Regions from separate parts of the Mus musculus genome. Here regions 2 and 3 are each linked to region 1. A link is a contact called in public promoter capture Hi-C data. All regions are on one chromosome and are shown on one strand. Each heading gives the region's core, a stretch centred on a gene start, on an enhancer-like site or on the middle of the called end of the contact. The rest is flanking DNA. Distances are from core to core; before and after follow the strand shown.

The links. Capture Hi-C pulls out chosen DNA fragments and counts their contacts.
Region 2: a promoter capture Hi-C map of adipose tissue shows a contact between it and region 1. The contact joins two enhancer-like sites. A contact is called at or near these places in 1 of 39 promoter capture datasets (liver), 1 of 15 datasets of contacts at CTCF or cohesin (large pre-B cells), 8 of 484 Hi-C or Micro-C datasets (the G1E-ER4 cell line, bone marrow-derived macrophages, cerebellum and 2 more), 2 of 115 datasets of contacts at active chromatin or transcription factors (bone marrow-derived macrophages and embryonic stem cells) and 4 of 9 other capture datasets (adipose tissue, embryonic stem cells, embryonic trunk and 1 more).
Region 3: a contact with region 1 is called in a promoter capture Hi-C map of adipose tissue. The contact joins two enhancer-like sites. A contact is called at or near these places in 1 of 484 Hi-C or Micro-C datasets (the N1E-115 cell line), 2 of 115 datasets of contacts at active chromatin or transcription factors (bone marrow-derived macrophages and embryonic stem cells) and 3 of 9 other capture datasets (adipose tissue, liver and pancreatic islet).

The regions. Positions count from the first base shown.
Region 1 is chr14:31,235,685-31,238,937 of GRCm38.p6, reverse strand. It overlaps Phf7 (PHD finger protein 7), which reads left to right. Exons shown (of 11, transcript NM_027949.2): 10 at 456-601; 11 at 785-1,249. The coding sequence ends at 582. Among named protein-coding and RNA genes, the nearest start is that of Phf7, 14 kb to the left of the region's middle. Within about 2 kb of position 1,762, at least 30 of the 459 cell types and tissues checked have an H3K27ac peak or open chromatin away from gene starts, as enhancers often do. A contact at or near this core is called in adipose tissue and bone marrow-derived macrophages, where this site is marked.
Region 2 is chr14:31,456,673-31,459,925 of GRCm38.p6, reverse strand. Gm35907 (a long non-coding RNA gene) reads right to left here. Exons shown (of 4, transcript XR_383329.4): 2 at 2,779-2,871. It also overlaps the pseudogene Gm49252. Among named protein-coding and RNA genes, the nearest start is that of Sh3bp5, 22 kb to the right of the region's middle. Within about 2 kb of position 1,720, at least 10 of the 459 cell types and tissues checked have an H3K27ac peak or open chromatin away from gene starts, as enhancers often do. A contact at or near this core is called in adipose tissue, where this site is marked.
Region 3 is chr14:31,384,645-31,387,897 of GRCm38.p6, reverse strand. It overlaps Sh3bp5 (SH3-domain binding protein 5 (BTK-associated)), which reads left to right. Exons shown (of 9, transcript NM_011894.3): 4 at 15-179. Among named protein-coding and RNA genes, the nearest start is that of Gm35907, 49 kb to the left of the region's middle. Within about 2 kb of position 1,722, at least 100 of the 459 cell types and tissues checked have an H3K27ac peak or open chromatin away from gene starts, as enhancers often do. A contact at or near this core is called in adipose tissue and bone marrow-derived macrophages, where this site is marked.

The DNA of each region.
Region 1 (3,253 bases), core at 513-3,012:
CACTCAGGGTCAGTTACTTTTCAGATTCATCCTGCCAAGGGCTGTGCCCACCTGTGGCCTCTTAGAATCAACACCTGTCATCCCAGAGTCATGGGGTAATATGTAGAGCAAAACTACATTGACTTAACTTCCCTTGGGGCTGGAGAGATGGCCCAGTGCTAAGAGTACTCATTGCCCTTCCAAAGTACCCAGCTTCTATTCCCACCATCCACATTGCAGCTCCCAGCTGTCTGCAACTCTAGTCCCAGGGGATCTGACATATTCTTTGGCCTCCATGAGTTCAGTATGCATATGATCCACATACATACATGCAGTCAAAAGACCCATACACATAAAAAATAAAATTCCCAGGAAGTTCTTTCTCCTCATAGCTGAGCCTGGATGGTAGCTAACATTCAAGAGTAACAGTTGGTGTCCTGACTGTCCGTCCATATCTCTCCATGGCTTTTCTGTAGACGGTGGCGCCTCATTTTGTGTGCTACGTGTGGATCCCATGGAACCCACCGGGACTGCTCCTCTCTTAGACCAAACAGCAAGAAATGGGAATGTAATGAGTGTTTGCCTGCTTCAACCACGAGTTAGGCTGGAAGGATGGTCTGCTGTAAGAACTTGGATGGGGCTGGGGGCTGTCATACCTGGGAATGGAGATAGCATGTCACAGAGGGGAACTTTGAGTGGATATAATAGCTTTGGAAGGAAGTAGCTGATGAGGGGCTTCAGGACCTGTACACAGGAGAAACAAAGACTGAGTTACCTTCCCTTTTCTGCCTCTCTTCCACCACAGATTACATATCTGAAGACTCAGGCAACACCCCCTGTTGCAGCAGCACCTTCTGCCCCCATGTGTATTTCTTAAGGGCTGGCTACCAGCCTGGAAGAGAATCCCAGCTCTTCTGGACTGATTGGCTACAAACTTCCCTCTTAGAAAAGCCCGAGTCCTCTGGTGGAAGAAGCTGCCCGTCCTGGTGATCCAAAGGATTGCAAAAAATCCAAGTAATAGCTTCAGGGCGGTTCCTGCCCAGGACAGTGAGATACAAAAGAGCGTTGCTGCATCAGTTTGGAGAGGTAGCACTTTGAAACCATGAGACTCAAGGGGCTAAGTGAAGAGGTCTCAGGGGACACGGAGTCTTCGTGCCAACAGTGGAATGTAAGGGCACTCACTGTTCACCATAATGTGGCTCTCATGTGCTTCCTCCAGCTTCACTCACTCATTTGTTATTGACAAATAAAGGTCATCTCTCCACTCGGGTCTCCTTGTGAATTGGCTCTGGAATCTGTCAAGTACACTAGAGAATCTGAAAGGAGTAAGACAAAAGTTAGTCACTAGGATTTCAACATAAAGGGAATCGACTTTCTGGGTAACTGGGATTCCAGGGCTGGAGAGTGTCATCCTCACATAAGTGTGTAAGTTCTGCTCAGTGAGCCAGCACAGTAGCCCACTTTGGTCCCAGAACAGACCTTGGTGGTGAGGCTGGGGTCCCTGAACTCAACATAGTAGGATTGCCATACTTGTGTGGGGCAGAAGGTTCCACTCATTCCAGCCAGTGTGGTCTTAGCTTTGCAGCTGGAGCGGGCCACTCATATCCCCACAGCATTTCTCATGGGTGTGACGATGGACTTGTGTACCAGAACATTCGCATTAGGCAAGGCAGCTGGGATGGGAATCTGGCAGAGGGCCTGAAGGAAACTGAAGAGAGCCTATCTTACATTTGCATGTTTTTAATGATTTCATGAGCTTGGCTTAGTGGGGGAAACTTAGAGAATTGCCACATACTGAATTCCCAAGGTCTCAGTGAGTCATTGTCACTAATGGTGGAGAAGCCTGTTCTCATTTCAATCCTGCTGAGTCCTGCAGACTTAGATCCAAGATGTATAGGGTGATTGCCTTCAGATCTGACATAAGCGTTGCTTTGTTACTATCAACATGTACAGGAAATAATACCTTTCTTTTTAATACATACATATTTTAAATCTGTAACACATTCATGTAAATGCCTGCAGTGCCTGGGAGTGAAGCTCAGTGGCCAGGCACATGCTTACCATATGCAGGGTCCTGGTATGGCTCCCCTCCAGCACTCACGTCCTTAGGAAGCCATTGGACTAGTAAGTCCTAAAGGGACCATAATGGAAACCACTCTTAAGTCACCCTTCTCTCTCGCTGCTCCCGTTTCCTAAAGGCAACTACTGCCATTTTTTTGAGCAGTTTCTTAAAACTATTTTTTTTTTTGGTTTGTTTTTATTTTGTATATATGAGTACCCTGTAGCTGTCTTCAGACACACAAAAAGAGGTCATCGGATCCCATTACAGATGGTTGTGAGCCACCATGTAGTTGCTGGGAATTGAACTCAGGACCTCTGGCAGAGCTTTTAACCGCTGAGCCTTCTCTCCAGCCCCCTTTAAGCAGTTTCTTGACTTAGTAATATTAGACATTATTGACTTCTTATGTTACATATGGGTTTAGCACCTTCAGAAACTTACCATTTTCAAAGTCCCTATCTTAAATAGCTGCATTATCATTTTTGTTAATTTTTGTCATTTGTAATATCATTAGTATACTGCCAGGCAGTGGTGGCCCACACCTTTAGTCCCAGCACTTGGGAGGCAGAGGCAGGCAGATTTCTGAGTTCAAGGCCAGCCTGGTCTACAGAGTGAGTGCCAGGACAGCCAGGGCTACACAGAGAAACCGAGTCTCAAAACAAAAAACAAAAAACAAAAACAAAAAACAAAAAAAAAAATCATGAGCATAATAATGTGATTTACTATTGATCCAGACATTACATTATGTTTTAACTTTTCTTTCTCTAATTTACTAACTGCCCTTTTTTTTTTAAAGGGGACTGAATTTTTTTTTTAAGATTTTTTATTTATATGAGTACACTACAGCTTCTGCTCTTTGCTGATATTGCTACCTGTTCCCATTCTTACAGGCCAGAAAAATCAATTATAAATGTTTTTTCTCTGCGCCATGCCAGTCATTTTACATTAGATATCTGGATTCTCTTCAACAAACTTTTGAAAGATTCATTTTATGCATATGAATGTTTTTCCTGAATGTATGTATGTGCCCCACCTGCATGCCTGGTGTCCATGGAAGTGAGACATGAGTAGGAGCCCCTAGAAGCAGAGCTACAGATGGTTATGAGCCTCCATGTGGATTCTGGGAACTAACCCAGGCCCTCTAGAACAGCAACAAGTGCTCTTAACCTGAGCACTCTCCAGCCCTTTAAACAAAATTGTAATTTTAAAATAGTT
Region 2 (3,253 bases), core at 471-2,970, 220 kb before region 1:
AACACCCATAAAAATGAAAGCAAAGCTTAAAAAATTAGAACATGGGTTTCACCTCCAAAGATTCTTATTGTTTATTAAGTGCGTAGCCTAGGATCTGTGATTTAAAATACTTCCTGAATAAGCCAGACTGCGCAATCTCAGCACCCAGGAGACAGACAGGGGGTTAGCTGCAAATTCAAGGCCAGCCTGGAGTCCATAGCGAGTTGCAGTCCAGCCAGTGCTAAACAGTGACATGGTGCTGTCCCAAAGATGATGGAGAATGAGAGAGGGAAAGTAAGCCGTACACAAGGAAGGAAGGCTTTAAGGACTAAAGCACATGTCTGTAATGCCCACACTTGGGAAGCTGAGGCAGGAGGATAAGAAATCAAAGGTTATCTCTAGCTACATGAGGAGGGGGAGGGGGAAGGGCAGGGGAGGGGGGAGGAGAAATCTGACAGTAGCCAGGGAAGGTGGCAAAGGCCTTGAGTCTGCACTTGGGAGGCTGGCACAGAAGGCTCAGGAGTTTGAGATCAGCCTCAGCAACACAGACACTTTGAGGCTAGTCTAGTCTACACAGCAAGACTCTCATCAACATGTTTTTTTTTTTGGGGGGGGGGAAGAGTGGGAGTGGATGCAAAGAATGTATTACTCTTAATTAGAAAAGAAAAATCCTGGGTGTGGCCAGAGCTCGGCAAGGAGCCTGAAAGAGGGTGCATGACATGGGGGTCACCATGGACATGCACCAGGTGTTCCAGGATCCCATTGAGCAGGTGGTCGCTTGCTTCCTCTGAAAGGTGAGTATTTTAAAGGTACCTGATAATCCAGCTAGAAGAAGAGTCATGGCTGAGCCTTCAGAAAAGGAACATGGCTATCCGGAGTCGCTGCCTCACGTGGACACAGTACGCATCCTTGAAGGAAGCGTCTGTCTTCCGGGAAAGCATAGAAAGTCCAGGTTGGACAGAGTTCATTCAAACAGGCAGAATTCCAGTCACAGCGGCTGAATTTCTCAACTGTGTTTTGGAGACTTTTGCTAGAACGTTCTTAAGACAAGGAGCCCAGAAGGGAATTAGAATATTGGAGATGCTGCTAAAGGAACAGTGTGGCTCCCCCTTAGTGGAATAAAAGAAAATCAGGACACTGCCACTGTGTCTACTCTTTCCCAAGACTCATTTCTTAGCCATAACATCATAGACACAATTACTGGTTGCTGGTTTCAAGATAGAGTCAGAGTGGCTTAGAGAAAAGGGAACTTTCCTGCTAGTCACAGACTTGACCCTCACTCCCCTTGGGGCCTGTTCAAGTCATGGGACTCACAGAGCTGGAGGTTTATGGCCTGGTCTCTTTACGATCTCATGAATAAAGGGAAAAACCTATCAAAAAGAAAAGAGAAGAAAAGAAAAATCCACAGACTGTCAGCCCAGTGTGGAACCTTAAAACAACACACTACAGATTAATCTCATGGTTAAAGATACAATCTAGTAGTGATTAAAAAGTAATACAGTAAGACCAAGCACAGTGTGTCCTGGTAATGCACATTGTGTGTGTGTGTGTGTGTGTGTGTGCGCGCGCGCGCGCGCACGCACATGTGCATGTGCATGCGTGCTCTCATGCACATGGGGACTGGTTTAATAACTAGTTCTCTGAGAAAGAAAAACAAGTAGGTTTGACATATGGCATTGGGCAACTTCTGTGGCGTAAACACTCCCATCAGGGCCAGTTTTAAACTCTCAGCATGACCTCAGCCAGTTTGACAGGTCTGGCAGTAGGGTCCCTCAAGCAGGTGGGAGCCAGCTGCAGACATTCCACTGGTCCAGCTTGTCCATAAAGATGCACAATGTTAAATTGATTGCCTCGGGGTGGGGGAACCAGGGCCACCAGTTGCACCATCATTGCACCAACAATCCCCTATGTTTGTGACCAGGTCAGGACCAGCCAGCCACGGTGGGGCCACTTTTCTGCTCACAGTCCTGACAGGACTAGATTCAGATCAGGCCTGCTGCAGACAAGTGACAACCAGGGGGTGTGACCTCTTGGTTTTTCTGCAGGAGAGGGCAGGGGAAATCACTGCTCCCCCCAGTTGGCAGATACTGACTCCAGACAAGCTTGCCCTAGAGGACTGGGAGAGCAAGGAAGGCTTCCACCTAAAGTGTGCAGCGAAGGGTGGGTCTCCTGCATGCTGGCATGCTTAGCCTGCCTTCCTGTGTCCCATGGATCACACACACAGCCTTTCTTTACCCTCCCCCTTCTCTGAGCCAGGCCCTCCTCCTTCGAGCCTCCCATATCTTTCCAGTAAGTTCCTTTTTTTTTAGCTACCCACTCATGAATCCCACCAGTCCTTATGCACGGGAGCGTAACCCCTGGGCACAGGAACCCCAACAAGTCACGTCAACGATAGATGATGACCAGATTCATTCTCTAGGCTTAGAATGGGATTCTGGGAGCATGGACTCAGCAGCTCCTTCCAGGTTTACCCAGTATCTTTATTTTTTAGGGTACTGGGGATTGAACCCAGTTCGCCTTGCATGTGCATTTGTACCAATATGGTACACCCCAGATCCATGCCTGTCAACTCTTTGGGAGGTTTCAAAATACACACAGAATTTCTGGGAACAAACTGTTGTGCAGGCTGCTGCCTGTTGCCTCGTGCTGTCGGGAAAAGAGTGTTTCCTTCCCGTGGGCTCTGTCCTCCCTGCCCCATGGTTCTCCACCTTTGAGGAGCACTGTCTCCCCACACAGGGAAAAGCACAGTGAGAAGGTGGTAGCACACTGTGTGAGCTTGTCCATCCTCCATGTACTCACCTGTATCATAATTCAGCACCTAGTAGGACCATATCTTTCTGGGGACAAGAGCAGTGAAGCATAGACGTGGATGCCAGTAGCCCCATCTTTTACCTGGAGAAGGACAATGAGCAAAACGGTCCTAAACAAATGGAGGAGTGGTTTGGAGAAAGGGAGAAGCCAGGGAAGGGCATTCTGGGAAAATAACCCAGACCGAGGGAGAGCCAGCCATATGAGGAAGAGCAAACTTGTCAGTCAGAGGAAAAGCAGAGACAGAGATCTCCCGGGGAGATGGGCACGAGGCCGGGAGACTAGGTGCCCAATGTGGCTGCAGGGAAGTAAGGTGGAGGCCAGAATATCACACAGAGCTGGTGGGCACTGAGAACTTAGTATGTTTATGATGGACAGTGAACAGGAAGTGGTCAGCAGGAAGGGTCATCAGACAGGAAGTGGTCATCAGGAAGGGCCATCAGCTCTGACGGGGTCTAGTCCATTG
Region 3 (3,253 bases), core at 473-2,972, 150 kb before region 1:
TTCTCTCTCAACAGGCTCAGCTGGAGGCGCAGAAGGCCACACAGGACTTCCAGAGGGCCACCGAGGTACTCCGTGCAGCCAAGGAAACAATCTCTCTGGCTGAGCAGCGGCTGTTGGAGGATGACAAGCGGCAGTTTGACTCTGCTTGGCAGGAAATGCTGAACCATGCTACTCAGAGGGTAGGCGGGACCTGTGTGCGCTGGTGGTGGGGACCCAAGCCACATGCTGGATGTCCTTTGGCTCCCCCACAAGAATAGAGACAGGTTTCTAGGCAGCATGAAACCCTCCTGTAAAGGTCATGGACTATCTGGCCTATGTAGTCTGTTGGCTGGCAAGGCTGTAAGCCATACCTGACATGACAATCTCCCAGTAACAGATGGAGATAATCTTTCTCTATATTGCCTGAAATCTGTCAGGTTCACATAGTCCATCCGTGTCTTGGCAGTGGAGTTGGGTTTCCCAGAGGGGCCAGGATGTTCTCCAAGGTTGGCTCCCATGACATCAGAAGGACTGCAGGTCCCAGGTGGAAGCCCCATTAACAGTTTCGACCTGCCACTTAAGTATCTATTGTTGGTGGCTGAAGTGCCTAGACCAGAATCAAGTGGGCCCTCCCTCAGGCAGGGCCTTCCAGGTGAAGCTGGAGTGTGTGTGTGTGTGTGTGTGTGTGGGGGGGTGATCTGCAGTAGGTAGCAGCTGGGAGTGATTGTTATAGGATTAGGTCACCAGTATTTGGCTCTCTACCTGCTCCCAGGACTTCTCTCTTGGCCACCTTGCTCAGAATTGGAAGTGATATCATCTGATCTAGGCAGACTAGTAAACAAAATACTATAAACTGGCTGGCTCCGAAACAGAAACACATCCTCAAGTTCTGGAAGCCAGGAAGTCTAAAATCAAGGCTGACAAACATGGTGAGGACCTGTTTTTGGTCCTCAGAAGGCTGTCTCCTCTTAAAGTGGCAAGTGAGCCTTCTCAGACTGGCTGACCTTTCTTTCTTCCATCCTTCCCTCCTTTCTATCCTCTCTCCTCCCCTCCCTCCCTCCCTCCCTCCCTCCCTTCCTTCCTTCCTTCCTTCCTTCCTTCCTTCCTTCCTTCCTTCTAGTGCTAGGGATTGACCCCAGGACCTTTCCCACTGTAGGCAAGCACTCTGACCCTGAACCACAGCCCCACCTGGGTACCCACTGTCCCCACAACATCACTTCCCCAAGGCCCGCCTCGGTGTCCACACTAGGGACATTTCTATTCCTGTAGGTAGGGCCCTGTGCTTGGCACTGTGGACCGGGTTTACTGGGACCACAGGATATTCTGGATACTGCTTCTTCCTGCCAGGAGCAGCTCTTGGGCTTCTGATTCTTGGTCCCCTTGGCATTAGCCTGTCCTCCCACGAGAGTCTGGAAGGCCAGTGTCAAAGCGAGGCCAGAGGTTTGTTGCAGGTCAGGCAAATGAGCTGCCGTCCCTGATGGAAGGCGCAGGCTGTAGCTTTGGTTTTGGTGAATGGCAGGAAGGCACTATGGGGTAGAAACGAGGTCAGGAGTCAGTTCCAGTGGCTGTTCCCTTGTCAGTGTCCCCCACCACAGTTGCTCAAGTCCTGGGGGATCTGGTGATTAAAGATGGCCTGAGTGTCTTTAAATAGAAAAGCGTGACGCACAAATGGCTTCAGGAGTCAGATCTGACTGGACTTTATACCAGCTCTCCGAGGCTGGGGATACATGCCTGTGGCTTGGCTTGGCGGCCTTGAGCCTCCTGCCCCCTAGTGGGTGTGATGCTGGTAGCCCCAGCAAGGCTGAGAAAAGTCTTACAAACCAAAGAGGAGGTTGGAAATCTTGCAAAGCATAACCAGACAGATGAAAAGATCCAGCTGACCAAACACACGCTGCAGGCCAGCCTTCATTTGGATTCTCTTGCCCTCCAACCCTGCATGTAAGCAGCCATGTAAGATCTGTAGCAGCATGTAAGGCCATTTCAGAAATCACCCAAGGTGCCTGTTTATGGTGGTGTATGCCTATATTGCCAGTCAGGAAACTGAAACAGGAGACTCAAGGCTAACCTGAGCTACACAGGGAGGAGACCCTATCTTTTAAAAGAGGAGAAGGGACCCTCTGGATCTGTTATTATGAAAAATGCACATTTTAGTCAAGAGGTAATGACAGTGGGGCACTACTCATGAAGAGGCACCTTGAGGCCCGCACACTCTCCGCAGAGCAGTGTGTGAGTCTTTGCAAACAGTGTTCTGGGTTTGTGTGGTGCACAGCTTTGGAGATTTACAATCTAGCTTCAGACCTCCTCGGGTCAGTGGGGGCTTCACAGTGGCCTGTGGGCCACCTGATGCGTAGCTTCTGACTAGCAAATGGAAGGACCCAGGCATCTGGTGTGGTGGCAGCAGCCTGTGACTGAGCAGGGAGGTCTGGGTCTCAGGCCAGGACTTCCCCATCATGAGCGGTTCCATTGTGGTTGCATAGGCTGGGATCTGCTTTGCCTTGATCTGATGAGAAATGATCCTTCCCTTCAGAGCAGGCAGCTCTGTAGTAGAACAAGGGCTTGTATTTAGCCTGTGAGAACCCAAATCCACCACAGGCAATGGAATTCAAAACTCACATAAAAATACTCCCAAGAGACCATGAGCTTTCCCCACTTCACTACACACTAACCAGAGCCCCCTGCCTGCAGCTTAGATGCTCATGTTTGGCTGTGAAATAGCACAAGTGACTGTGACCCTCTGACTGAATTGAGCATTTCTCCCAATGGGGCTCGTGGGGACCATTTCCTGGCCTCGTGGGGCCAGCGTGCTGGGCTGCCTTGGCAGAAGGCCATGCAGGGACTGGCTGACCTCTGGAAATACCAGGAAGCCTGATTCATTAGAGGAATTGAGCTTCATATAACTGCCTCCTCCTACATCTCCACGTGTTCCTCTCCTGAGGCCATATCTCTGTCCCCTGTGACATTAGATGGCCGTACTTGAAGCTGTAGCTGAAGCTGAGGCTAGATGTCAGGAAACCCAGTATTCTCTAGTGGTCACACACCCAATCCCATAGACAGGCCATGGGGACAGTTCTCAGCTCAGTGATGGGGACCAGCAAGCGGTTCCAGTAACAGTGCCAAGCCTGCAGCTGAGCCACCTCCCTTGGGGCACAAGGCCCAGTGCCTGCTGTTCCTCGGCACCAGAGAGAGGTTTGAGGGCAGAGGCATCTCCATCCCTTGGTGGCTTTGACTTTGAAGCCGCCTTTTGGGGAAGGCAGGGGCTTTCTATTGTCTGGGA